2 separate regions of the Rattus norvegicus genome follow, and region 2 is linked to region 1. Evidence: chromatin contacts called from public Hi-C data. All regions are on one chromosome and are shown on one strand. Each heading gives the region's core, a stretch centred on a gene start, on an enhancer-like site or on the middle of the called end of the contact. The rest is flanking DNA. Distances are from core to core; before and after follow the strand shown.

Region 1 (6,423 bases), core at 985-3,484:
AAGCTTGGGTGCACAGGAGAGCTTTGGTGTCACTGACATGAGAAAATTCTTTCGTGTTGGGCTCAGGTTCCCAGTCCACTGTTCTCCTGACATCCTTGGGTGGATGATACTATTTCAGTTTCTTCACCTGATGTGCTGGGCTGTGCTGGGCTGTGCTGGGCTGGGCTGTGCGTTTGTCACTGTCTCATCTCACAATGTTTTGACCTAGTCACAGTGAAGGCATATTTTAAATTTAGAGTAGCAAAGTGTTTGGAGTCTTAACTCCACTCACAGTTGAGTTTGGGTCCACCTCTGCCTAACGGACCTTCCAACTCTTTTTCTGTTTCTAGATCATATAGATGTCTCAGGAGACACCACAGCATCTGCATCCGTGTTTAAAGGCATCAAGAAGATACCACACCTTCATAGTTCATAGTGTTTGGCACAGAATATTTGTTATGAATCATTGGTATCATGATCATTATTTTTATTTCTGTATAAAATATGGAATTACATGTGCATTCTGTTTTGTGTCTCATGCTAGTAAAATAAAACAACAAAATATGTCTCAGAATTTGGCTTGTGTGTGTGTGTGTGTGTGTGTGTGTGTGTGTGTGTATGTGTACGACATGTATGGTGGTTATGTGTCTATGTATGGGAGTACATGTATGTGGAGGGCAGAGGACATTGGGGCCTGCTTTGTCATTTTCAACCTTAATTCACTTCAGAAATGGTCTCTCCAGGATGGCAGATGCCTCCTGCCTCCGTTTCCCAAGTGCTTGTGGTGACAGGGCTGTAATCATGCCTGATTTTCTTCACTTGGGCACTAGAATCTAAATCCAGGTCCTCATGCTCACAAAGCTAGTGTTTTGTCCATCTGGTTACTTTTGCAAGCCTACCTGTGTTTTATCTGCTTCTGCAAAATGTTACTTCTAAATTCTGTATATGATTCTAGGGAATGGTTCTCTGGGTTTTTTTTTTTCTCCCATTTTCCTCTCTGAGTTGAATATTTTATTTATTTATTTTATTATTTATTTATTTATTTATTTATTTATTTATTTATTTATTTATTTATTTATTTATTTATTTATTTATACGGTATCTCTCTGTACATTGTTCTGGCTGTCTTAAAACTCATTATGTGTACCAGGCTGGCCTGAAGAACTGACGGATGCCTGCCTGCCGGTGCTCCCTGAATGCAGCTAAGTGAAGAACAGGACTTTGCCATGCTCAAGGCTATGGTTCAAGAGAGAGATTTTTGGGGCATATGGGTGGGTTGAAGCCAAGGCCTGCTAATTTCCAAGCACATCCTAAATCCCAAGAAAAAAATTCTCAAAATGCCTTACACAAAACAGACGCTTTAATTTCAGCCATCTGAAATTTTGTGATGTTCTCTACCAGCACAGAGTCTGTGCAGATAGGATTGCACAGTTGCTCCTGAGGTCTAGGGTGACAGTGGCCTAGGGGAAGCAGGGCAAAGCCTACTTACTGGTGGCCTCGGAATAGCTATCTTAACCTGAGCCTTGGTTGTTCTGAGGTCCTAGCACAACCACTACCTAGTCCAAATGAGTATGGACCCGAGGTCCAAGTTCATCAGACAGCATTTCTACAAATGCTCTAATCAGCCAGCTACCGATTCCTTCCGTGTGCTTGGGTGCAAGGGCTACAGAAATAGCGATGTAAGGGATGTCTCTGTGGGAAAACACAGCCCTTCAGGTTCTCAGCATTTTACCCAGCTGCTTTTCTACTTTTTTTTTTTTTCAGAAACTACTGAGGCTATTAAAATCTATTCCTGGTGATAAAAAAAAAATGGTAGGGACTCAATGGCTCTTTCCCAATTGCCCCATGTCTGGCAGAACATACTTAAACTCCCAGTTTTCTCTTTTTAAAAAAAATTCTCTACCAGTATCAAAACAATCCTGCTCACATTTGTGGGGAAATAAATCTCTGCCTTGCATTCTGTGAAGGGAATAGAGCAAGACAGATAGCCATCTGGGCTAGCCTGTTTCTCTAGAGTATGGGTTTTGGCTGCTTTAAGAATCTGGCTTCTTGGTAAGGGGGCTGGTCTATCCTGGGTGTGGGAGGAGGGAGGGGTAAAGCTGACCTGGGAGTTCCTTTTAGATCAGACAAAAAGAAACCAGGAAGTTAGGAGGAATTATTACAGTCTGTACAGCTCAGGATGTTAAAGGCGATAACCTCCACGGCCTGGTTATTCATTAGCAAGAAGGAAAGCTCGGGGGAGAGCAGGACTGGCTCAGCTGCAGGTTTGAAGCTGGGTGAGAGCAGCTGCAGCAGGCCAGGCTGGGAGCTTTCGCCTGGAGTTAGTCTCTCCGTAACTTTTTCCTGGGACAGAGGGAGAGGTGGCTGTTCTTTGTTCTCAGATGTCCCTCTAAATAAAACCTTTTTTATTTTATTTATTGTTGGGTGCCCAGGCAGTCAGGAAGAAGCACTTTCCCACTGGACCTCCTTCTCAGTCCCCCTCTTGATTTTGCCCCAGGGCAGCAGCTACAAACAGAAAGCCAGCTGTGAGTGTCTTCTTGGCCAAGCCCAGATCTGCGGAGAGATCCGAAGCAGGACTTTATAGCTCTTCTCAGTATGGTGAGTTGTAGCTGATTTGGAAGCTGGTGGAGGAGGACAGTGGCTCTGTACAGTTTGTGGGGATCTCCCCTGCTACTACCACCAGCCGGAACACCATGGGCAGCGTCTGTATGAGGCTTTGGGCATACCTTCAGCCTTTTCTCCCCTGCTGGTCCCAAGAAGCAGACAAATCAGTGGTGATTGAGAATCCAGGGGCCTACTGTCCTCCAGAGGCCAATCGAAGCCAAGGTCAGTATTTTGTGGCTCTGTTTGATTACGAAGCTCGTACTGCAGAGGACCTGAGCTTCCATGCCGGCGACAAGCTCCAAGTCTTGGACACTTCTCATGAGGGCTGGTGGTTGGCCAGACATTTGGAAAAGAAGGGACCCGGCTTAGGTCAGCAGCTGCAGGGCTACATTCCTTCCAATTACGTGGCAGAGGACCGGAGTCTCCAGGCAGAACCGTGAGTAGCACAGGCCATACTTGATTCTCTTGGGGTTTAGATACTTAAAACTCTGTCCGACTCTCCCTCCTTCCTATCCACGGCCTCTCATTCCAGATAGGTCCAGTGTATGGAAACACATTTCAGATGCCGTTAATTGAAACATGTCTTTCCCGAAAAATGAGAGAGGACATGCAGGTGACTACTACTAAAATGACTTTGATTATAGTGGGCACACTTACAATCCATTTAATACTGGCCCTCTGCCTCACTTTCATTAGAACGACATTTTCATTTATGGGTAACTATGGTCTCTCCTAACCCTACTTTCAAATCTACAATCTGAGGCTTTTTGTTTAGTTAGTGTTAACTTTCCAAGCATGCCAAACTAATACTACAAATCCTGCAGCTAATGACAACCATTTCCATCCTGGTAGGGTCACAAGTGAGCTAACTCACATAGAAACAACTATACAATGGTGGTTTCTTTCTGGTGAAACTATGACAGAGAAAACTTTCATAGGATTCCTCGATCCTGAGGTGTACTATTCCAGCTACGATAGGTTTTGGATTTTAGGATTGAAAGCTGGCCAGGTGTAGACAGCAAATTTTAAGAAGAAAAGTAATGGTGGATATTTCTTTCAACAGTAGATTTAGATTTCATTCTGAAAAAGTGATTTTAGAATAGCCGGGGGTGGGGGGGTGGGCGATGATGAGCACATTTATTATTAGTGCTTTTTTCCAGTTATCTGTCTCCAACTGTGGTGGTTAAACAATTATCTAACCTTGTTAGAAATGGACTCCAAACGGTTGTTGAATACATGTTATGAATTGAATTGGAAACATGCCCTGCAAGCTCGGGTTCTGAATCTTTTTCTCCAGTTGGTGGCGCTTCGTTTGAAGTCTATAGAAACTCGAGGGAGTTGCACCTAGGTGGTAGACAGGCCTCTGAAGAGTGTTCCCAGCCTTTATTCCATCTCGTGCCTGTGTTTACCGCTACACCATAACATGAACAGTCTGTCACGTGCTCTTTCCACCCTGAACTTAATCACTGTGCTTGCTGTCCCATGACAGATTAAACCCTTCAGTAACTATAAGCCAAAATAAATATTTGAGAGAGAGAGGGGGAGAGAGAAAGAGAGAGAGACAGGGAGAGAGAGAGAGACAGAGTTTGAGAATTATTACGGTTTATAATGGCACAAGAGAGTTCATTTAGTATTCCAATAATTTCTACTGTTGGTAATGGCATAAAAGAAGAAAAATTTATAAATTGATTTAAGCTGCATCAATTCATCCATCCACCCATTCAAAGATATTGGTGGGTTTGTTAGAGCTGTGTGAGTAGGAAGTAGATAAAATGTAACCTTGACAATGGATATGCAGGATCTGGTGGATTAGAAAGCAGGTAAAGATTCATTGTTGGTGATGAGTTCCAATGAAATCTACTACAGGGACTATCTTTAGGAAATTGGCTTATAGTAAAGAAGGACTCCTTGCAGGGGTAATCCCTGTGGTCCCCCCATGTTCTCATCTAGAGATTTTTATTTCTGATTACTTTCTTTTATTATTATTTTAGTCTGATATTTTCTTACTTTTTAGAGAATTGAATTCTGTGTAATTTGATCATATACACTCTGCCTCCTCCATAGCTTTTGTTTCATTGTGAGCTGGACATCTCTTACTGTTCCAAGAAACAGAATGGCAACAGCAGCTATGGGTCATGGCTGCTCGGCTCCAAACTTAATATTTTTAAAGAAAGGATAGTTTGGTGATTTTTCGAGATTTTTTTCCAATACCATGAACGTTTAAAATTAAGAAGGCTATAATTTATGCCTAACCAGACAATAATTGACTTAGACTTTTGGCGGGAAGAATTGATGTTATCAAATGAGAAGATTCCCTCTTCTCATGGTTTCCTGTAATCTCAGTAACCCAGGAGTCTGAGGCAGGAAGATCGCTACATATTAGAGTCCAGACTGAGCTATAGAGTGAACACAAGGACAGCCTCAGATACACAGTAAAACCTTGCTTCAAAGAAAAGAAAACAATGAGTGAATCAGCGAATGAATGAATGAATGAATGGCTTGAATGAACTCTTCATTTCTATGGTAGTTTAGATCTTCTTAATTTCACATGAAGGCAGGTAGGGCCTGAGGCACATCTAAACAGAAAAGGAAGTGTCTTTCACTCATCCACTGAGTGCTTAATTATATGTATTTCCTAAAACTTTGTTTCCGTGTCAAGGATTCTGCATAGTTTACATTTAGTATAACATTCTCAGGACAAACAATTTAATGTTGATATTTAGTGCCTTGAATTCATGATCTACTGGTGTTTAATCATCGTTCACCCATTGTAGCATAGGAACTCCAATTCCTCTGTAAGATCTCTAGCTTGCTTTTTCTCATTTTGTAAGGATGTGTGAATGAAAATTCTTACTTTTAAAAAAATGTGCTGTACTCATTCTTATTGGACTATAAATGCTGCAATGGAGGGGACTGAAAGAAAGTGAGCTATCCCAAGGTGAACATACCCTGGTTAAAAGGTCAGGCATAGTGTCTGGACTAATTTAGACTTCTGTCTAGGAACACAAAATAAAGTAGTTAAAGTATTGTGGTTATTTTTTCAATTCACAGGGCCTGTTTATAGCTAGTAACACTCTTTTCACTTTTGTTAGACCTTTACTCTTGGAGGTGATTTTCAACTGTATTTCCATCCCTGATAACTCAGGTTTCCATAGTAGGTTTTCCTGTGCACTCTCCAATATAAACAGGATGTCCAAAGAGGCTTTCACTCTGACTTTGCCAGGACAGGATACCAGTTTCCTTCTAGATACACGTGAAAGTTTCACCCAGGTACCTGATTTCTTGCGACCACTTGGCTGAAAGCTACAGGTTGCAAAATGTACCTCCACTCCACTAAGAGAAGTGATTTTTAACTCACAGTTTTCAAAGTGAGGATGTTTAAGAGCCTCATACAGTACTTGTTATCAAAGGAATTATGTAAAACATTTTAATATCTTCACTGAGGTTTCTAGCCCATATTTCGGTTTTCCTTTACAACCCTGTTCAAATTAAGGTGGTTAATTGAGTTCAATAAATTAAACCGAAGAGTGATTGCTGTCTGTATTTACTTGGTAGATGTAAGGAGGCAATGGAAAGCCAATGAGAGAAGATTCATCTAATCTTTAATTGTTTAGTTCCAAATGCAGTAGTATTTCCTTGTTTATGTCTTGATCTTGACTTTCCTTAGTAGGAAAACAATTTAAGCACTTTTGCAGTTATTGCCGACTGGGGCAAATCAATTGAAGGTTTTAGTTTGTTGAACATCCACCCCCAACTTTTTAGATACCTGGAAGTAGAGATGTTATAAGAACTAGACTATTGTTAAAATGAACCACTGTACTAAGCGGTTGTTACTACACT
Region 2 (6,423 bases), core at 1,846-4,345, 51 kb after region 1:
ATTTTGCTCTATTGTTTAAAGGGGGTAATCATTATGATGGGGCAGGCAGATTGTGAGGTGGTTGGTTTGATTGTGTCTGCAACAGATAGAGATGACTGCTGCCACTCTGTTCTCCCGTTCTCCTGTGCCCCCCTTTCATCTACTATCTTGTCTGGCACCTCAGCCTTTGAGGCAGTACTGCCTCCATTTTCAGGGTGTGTCTTTAATATGTAGTTAAATATCCATGGCAAAGATACCACAGACATACTTAGAAGTGTGTCTTTTTGATGGATTCTGAATCCACCCAAGTTGTCAATGAAAATTAACCATCATAGGTAATTTGATGAGAAGTGTGAGTGAAATGTGTATCAATAGCGGACTGGGGAAAAGAGGTGTTGGATGTACCCTAGATTTGGTGAACTGTAGTGTCCTAAAAACAAACTTCCCATGTTTGTACACCCTTTCTTTTTGGTAGAGGGAGTGTAGGAGAGGACCTAAAACTAGGAATTAAAATATACTTCAGTGTCAAGCATTCTGACTTACTGTCAACTATTTCTAGGATTGTTTAAGTTCCAGCCCCTTCCATTACTATTAAACATCAATTCTTTTTTTTTCTAACAAGCAGCAACAATGGGGAATTCCATAGGAAGCTGAGGGGATTCCGTGTTGATGCTGGGTTTCTCCCAGAGGGCTCTTTATGATGTAATCTAGAAAGAACTCTTAAGCAGTCCCACTTTGTCTCCACAAATAGTAAAATGAATCATGATAACTGAGAAAACTAGAGAGAAGGAAACAGGTCTGCCTGAAGATGAACTGACAGGAATTTGTAGTTGATCAGATATGAATTAAAAAGAGTTAAGATGGCAAATGTCAGATCTCTCTGGCGAGCCAAGAAAATTCTGTAGGATTATTACTTGTCTTCTCTCTCTGCGTGGAGTGTTTGTAGATCCTTAGTGTTTTCTTCAGAGAATTGAGTAAAAATGCACAAAATGCAGACTAGCAAAGGATCTATCCAGAAAAGAAGAGAGAGTACAAAATAGATGTTTCTAGAAGGAGCTGTAGGTCCTGAGCAAGCATGCAGTTCAAAAGAGTTTGGTCACTCTCCTCCCCCCAAAACCCTGCCTGTTGTATGTCTGGAAAGAGGAATTGGTTTCTAGGGGCACAGTGTTGGTAGTCTGTATTGTGATTGGCAGGCTTGGGTTATGTAAGCTGTTGTTCATCAACTTATGTTTTCCTACAAAATATCTGACTTTAGAATAGGCGTGCTCATGTATGCCAAGGCCTGCATGGGGTTAACATGGCAAGTCAGGGATATTTTTCCCTCAAAGTTTCCTTAGAAGACCCCGCTTGCCTTAGTGTGCATACACGTCAAACACATTCAGATATGCTGCAGAACTGTGATGAAAGGAGAGGTACTACAGGTTACAGGCAGCTGTAGATTAGAGTGAGTGGTTTCTTTGAAGAGGGATGTGTGTGCAGCTTAAGGCAGGTGTGGGCCCCAAGTTTCTAAGTAATTTGTTGTGAAAGGGCTGTAAGCAGCAAAGTGCTGGGTTGCCAAGCCGTAATAACCAGGCTTCTGTTTCAGGAAGGCTTATTTGTAGGGAGAAAGTGTAGAACAAAAGGAAGAGATGTTCAAGGTCATAGGAAAAATTTAGGGAAGCCTTGGTAGTAGCCATTATCTCTTTTCAAATTTTTTTTATTTATAATTTATTTCATGTACAGTGGTATTTTTTCCTGAATGTATGTTTGTGCACTAATTGTGTGCCGATGCCCAAGAGGGTTAGAAGAGGGCATTGGAGTTACAAACAGCTGAAGAGTTTTCTTCTGTGTGTTGAGAACTGACTTTGGGTCTTCAGGAAGAGTCTCCAGTGCTCTTAACCATTGAGCTATCCCTCTAGCTCACATTCTCTCTCTCTCTCTCTCTCTCTCTCTCTCTCTCTCTCTCTCTCTCTCTCTGATTTGTTTCTTTAAAAAGCTATGTCATTTTAACTGAGCAAAGAATACTTACGTTCTCAAAACCAGAAGTGGTTCAGATTTTTTTTTTAAATCAATTGTGAGCAATACACTTTCTATGATAAAGGGTTGGTTTACTGATCATATAGATTCCATAGATTATTTAAGAGTTCCATAATAGTTATTTATGGTTGTTATGATTCATTTTTGTGAGAGTATAGGATGTACTTCTCTAGGGACTCAGCTCTTTTTAATACACACACACATGCATAATTTTTAGAACCAAAGAGTTTTATCCTTTAAAATATTTGATTACCATTGTTAGAACTATCACATAAACGGCAAAACTCCCTTTGTGAGAAGAGTATCACTTCACATATATTCATCAAGAATAATGTCCTCATGTGGAAGTGACCAGAATGGTATGATGTTACTACCTGAATACTAACTATAATAAAGGATTTATCTGAGTGATGTTATAGAATTCTACTATAGTCTATATTTACAAATGCCTCATGAATTAATTTTAAGGATGACTTAAAGAGAATGAGGAGAACACAAGTTCCCTTAGGAAGGATGTATATTCTTCATGTTGACCTTGGGTATATGGTTCACGTTAACCTTGTGTGTATCCTTCACATTGACCTTGTGTGTATACACTGACTTAGTGTGTATCCTTCTCATTGACCTTGAGTGCATCCTACATGGTGAATTTACACACACAAAGCTTTATTATTTTTGAGCAGTTCTTTCACTATGTATAAGCACTTTCCCCAGAGGACTGCAAAGTCCTTGGGTAGAAGAAACTTTCCTGTTCCTTCCGTTTAATGCATTTCTGTCTTCCATGTTTTCCTACGAGTTTGCAAAAATGCTAGACACTCAAGTCCTCTGTTCTGTATGCTGTAGTCCTTAGGAACAAAGAGAATCAAGGTCACTGACACCTCCTTAAACCAGTAAGCCTGGTCTTGCAATAACAGAGTTAATCCTCTTGTCTTCAACGTTTTATATTATTTTAGAAACACTGTTTCATACCCTAACAGGTTAGCATTTTTTCCCCAAGTAATCTGGCTGTGGTAGAGGAAACAAAGTAGAAGATGTCACACTTTAGTGTGACTCCTGCCTCACATACCAAGTCCAGAGTCCTGACTCAGACCTGAGTCACACACCATGCTCAGCCACCACTGTTACTCTCAAACTTTCCAGAGATGCTAAGTCATTCAGATCTCACTCTTGCCCTGTGGCAAAAGGCTCTGTGTTTCCTTAGCAGTCCTTTGAGTTATCCATTCTTCATTGAAAATTAATGTGGACCTCGTGGCCATTAGAGTTTGTCATTAATTCTGTTACTATGAACCATGAAAGTAAATACAATTGTATATCTAGAGCATGAGCCAGTATTAAACGTGCGGAAAAAAGTTGCTCCTTGAATTTATTATGTAATGAAACTTGTATGGATTCGGGGAACGTTTGATATTGGTTAAAGATGTTTGCTTTATAAAAAGTGCACACGCGGCAGAAAGAAAATTGTCTGTTAATAACTCCACTATCTCATATAGAATGTATTAAATTTTAAACATGTTGGTGCCATCTTAGAAAACGCCTTTTAATTAAAGTCATAATTTAGTTGTGTTCAACTTAATTGCAAATATCATTGACTGTAATAGCGAGTGACTTTTCCATGAGTTATGGTACATACTGCCTTTTCTTAATGTTGCTACTAAGAAGTTGTGTTTCAAATGTTTTAAATACTCTATAAAGTTAAATTAACATTTTATTATGCAGTCCTTGGATTGGTGCTTGTGCACATATATGCAGATACACAGACAGAAGACCTTTCTCTTCCCAGGGGTGCTGACTGTTGGAGGAAGCTCTTACTGAAACTCATGGCTAATGTTTTTAGATGCCACAGTATTCTTTACAGGACTTTTTCTTTTCCCCTTTTCTTCTTCTCTGTTGAAGCCATAAGGTCTTTTGGTTTTGACTCCTCTGTCATATTTATTTAAAATATTCTCTATGTTATCAATTTGAGCTACTTGAAAGAAAGCCCATGAAGTAAGCCACATTGTTGTTCTCTGAATGGAAGGAACTCTACAAGAATCAATGTCAGTTAAAGAGAAATTGATGTCATATGGAGGTCAGTGAATTTGATGTCTTTGTAATTCATGATATAACGAACTTTTAGTTCTGCCAAATTAAAGTGATCTTTTAGTCCATTTTGTGTCACAATGCCTTCATAGGTTGAGAGAAGCTAACTGTTTCTGAAGGCAGTCTTTCCTTACATTCTGTCCATCACTTCAGGAACACATGAAGAGTGATAGGCTCTTAACAGCCCTGAAAACAATGGGCACTCATAGTGATTTGTTAGAATCACTATATTAGATAGATTTCAACATTTCCCCTTTTTATAAGAATGTAGATGTAATATAGATATGTAATGGCTAGAATGTTGATATGTGAGTGGCTGGAGATGGAGGCTGGTCAGGAGGATAGTGGAAGGATTCTTTGACCTGTGCTCTGTATGTGCCCTTGCCTTGGAGAGGAAAGATTTTGTATTGCAAAGGCAGCTACTGCTACTTGCTATGTGGCAGCAACTTCATGAGCCTGGAATTGTCTATATGTCATTTCCTTACTTCCTATATCTGAAGGGAATGGCAGCTTTTATCCCAGCAAACGTTGCTCCAGTTGAAGCCAGATAGGTGATAATAGTGTAGTACCCACTGGTCTGTGAAGCTGAGCTTCAGGAGAAGAACCAATTAGAACAGCAGTTTTACACTAGCTGACTTCCAGGCAGCTAGGGTGAGGGTCTTAAGCCCACATGCACGGTGACACACCCACTCTATCAAGGCCTCACCTAATAGTGCCACTCCCTAAGCCAAGGACATACAAACCATCACACCATCACAGTTGGTTGGTTTGAAGTTTAAAAGCACAAAACATTTATTTCTCAGTATTCTTGTGGTTAGGAGATCTGATCTATGGTGCTGGGGATATTTAGTGTAAAGGAAGGGGTCTTTTCCTAGTGTACAGATGACCATCTCATCTGTCAGAGAGAAGGTGCTGGGTTCTTCTTTGGGACTGCACACTCTTGAGTCCCTGTACTTATTCCCAAAGGCTTCGTTTATAATCCATCCTTTAGGTACTTGCAGCCTCAATGTATGAATTTTTGTTTTAGAACAAGCAAACCTTCAGGTCATATCTGTTGCGAAGAACTGAATTGTTTCTTTGTAAATTTTTCATTAGTTTAAGACTTTCATGTAATGTGTTTTGATCCTATATACCCTGCCACCAGCTCCTCCTATTGTTAGCGATCAAGCTAGTGAAGTAGAAGACCCACCCACCTAGCAAAGCAAGGGTTGCTAGGCATTTAAGGAGTGTGATTAGAGCCTGGGTGCTTATGCTCTGCTGCATATACCCATGTGAGAACTGCCCACTCATCCAATGGAGAGAGAATGAGAAACTGGTGTCTATGTTGTTCCTGCCGAATTTCAGATAATTTTACTTACAGTTGCCTGAGATTCTGGCTACTTACACAATTTTCCAACTAATGTTCTAAAACATGATTAGCCAACACTCTTATATTAACCACAGATTAGCATTTATGTATATTTAAATTACTGTATAGTAATTTGCTCTGTACTGGATAGACAAATCCAAATCTTATTAAAATTATCTGAGAATACCAAACCTGATAGTCCCAAACTATACTCTACATATTTGTTTTTGTGTTCAGGGATAAGTGTAGTAGTCCTTACCCTTCATTAAGGAGACTTGCCTTTGCAATAGATGGAGACCATTACAGAAAAACCACAATTAATCAAAATGCACAGTTGTGTAGCCCAGTCCCAATAGAGGCACCCACAAAACAATTCCAGTGTTCAAGGCACAGGAACGTTTGAAAAGAGGGGGTAGAAAGATTGTAAGAGCCAGAGGGTCAGGGAGTTTGATGTGACATTGTGTCTCCTAGTAATAGCAGAAGCTACGCCCATAAAGCCTCACCATCGTGACTTTCTAAATATGAAGCTGAACAATATATATTATCAAGATGAATGGGGGAAGATCACAAAGCCTCAAACTTTCACAAAGAAATATGTGTATATGTATATTACAACTATTAATGAAAAAAGAGGTCATTAACTTGAAAGTGAGCAAAGAGGAGTATATAGGAATGTTTTGACAGAGGAAAGAGAACAAAGAAATGATATTAATAATCAATAATCAATCTTGCCATTTTCGCTTTACATGGCCTCACTTAAAGCAATAAATCTCTGACTTGAATTTTCTTTTTCTTTTCTTTTTTTATTACCTTTAAATTAGTATATACAACATATGGTTTAATTCTGTCAGTTTTGTTCTTATTTTTTTTAATTGTAATTTTATGTGTGTTTCTGTTTTGCCAGCATGTATGTCTCTGGGAGCTGTCACGTTCCCTGAAACTGGAGTTGCAGACAGTTGTAAGCTGCCATGTGGGTGCTGGGAATTGAACCCAGGTCCCCT

What was found. Hi-C and Micro-C count contacts between places; a contact is called where the count stands out from the background.
Region 2: a Hi-C map of the Rat2 cell line shows a contact between it and region 1, with 1.7 times the contacts expected there. The contact joins the enhancer-like site here to the promoter of Frk in region 1. A contact is called at or near these places in 2 of 12 Hi-C or Micro-C datasets (the Rat2 cell line and mammary epithelial cells).

Annotation. Positions count from the first base shown.
Region 1 is chr20:39,818,207-39,824,629 of GRCr8, forward strand. Frk (fyn-related Src family tyrosine kinase) reads left to right here and starts at 2,235. Exons shown (of 8, transcript NM_024368.2): 1 at 2,235-3,019. The coding sequence starts at 2,673.
Region 2 is chr20:39,868,271-39,874,693 of GRCr8, forward strand. All of the region lies in intron 2 of Frk (fyn-related Src family tyrosine kinase), which reads left to right. Among named protein-coding and RNA genes, the nearest start is that of Frk, 51 kb to the left of the region's middle. Within about 2 kb of position 3,096, at least 8 of the 93 cell types and tissues checked have an H3K27ac peak or open chromatin away from gene starts, as enhancers often do.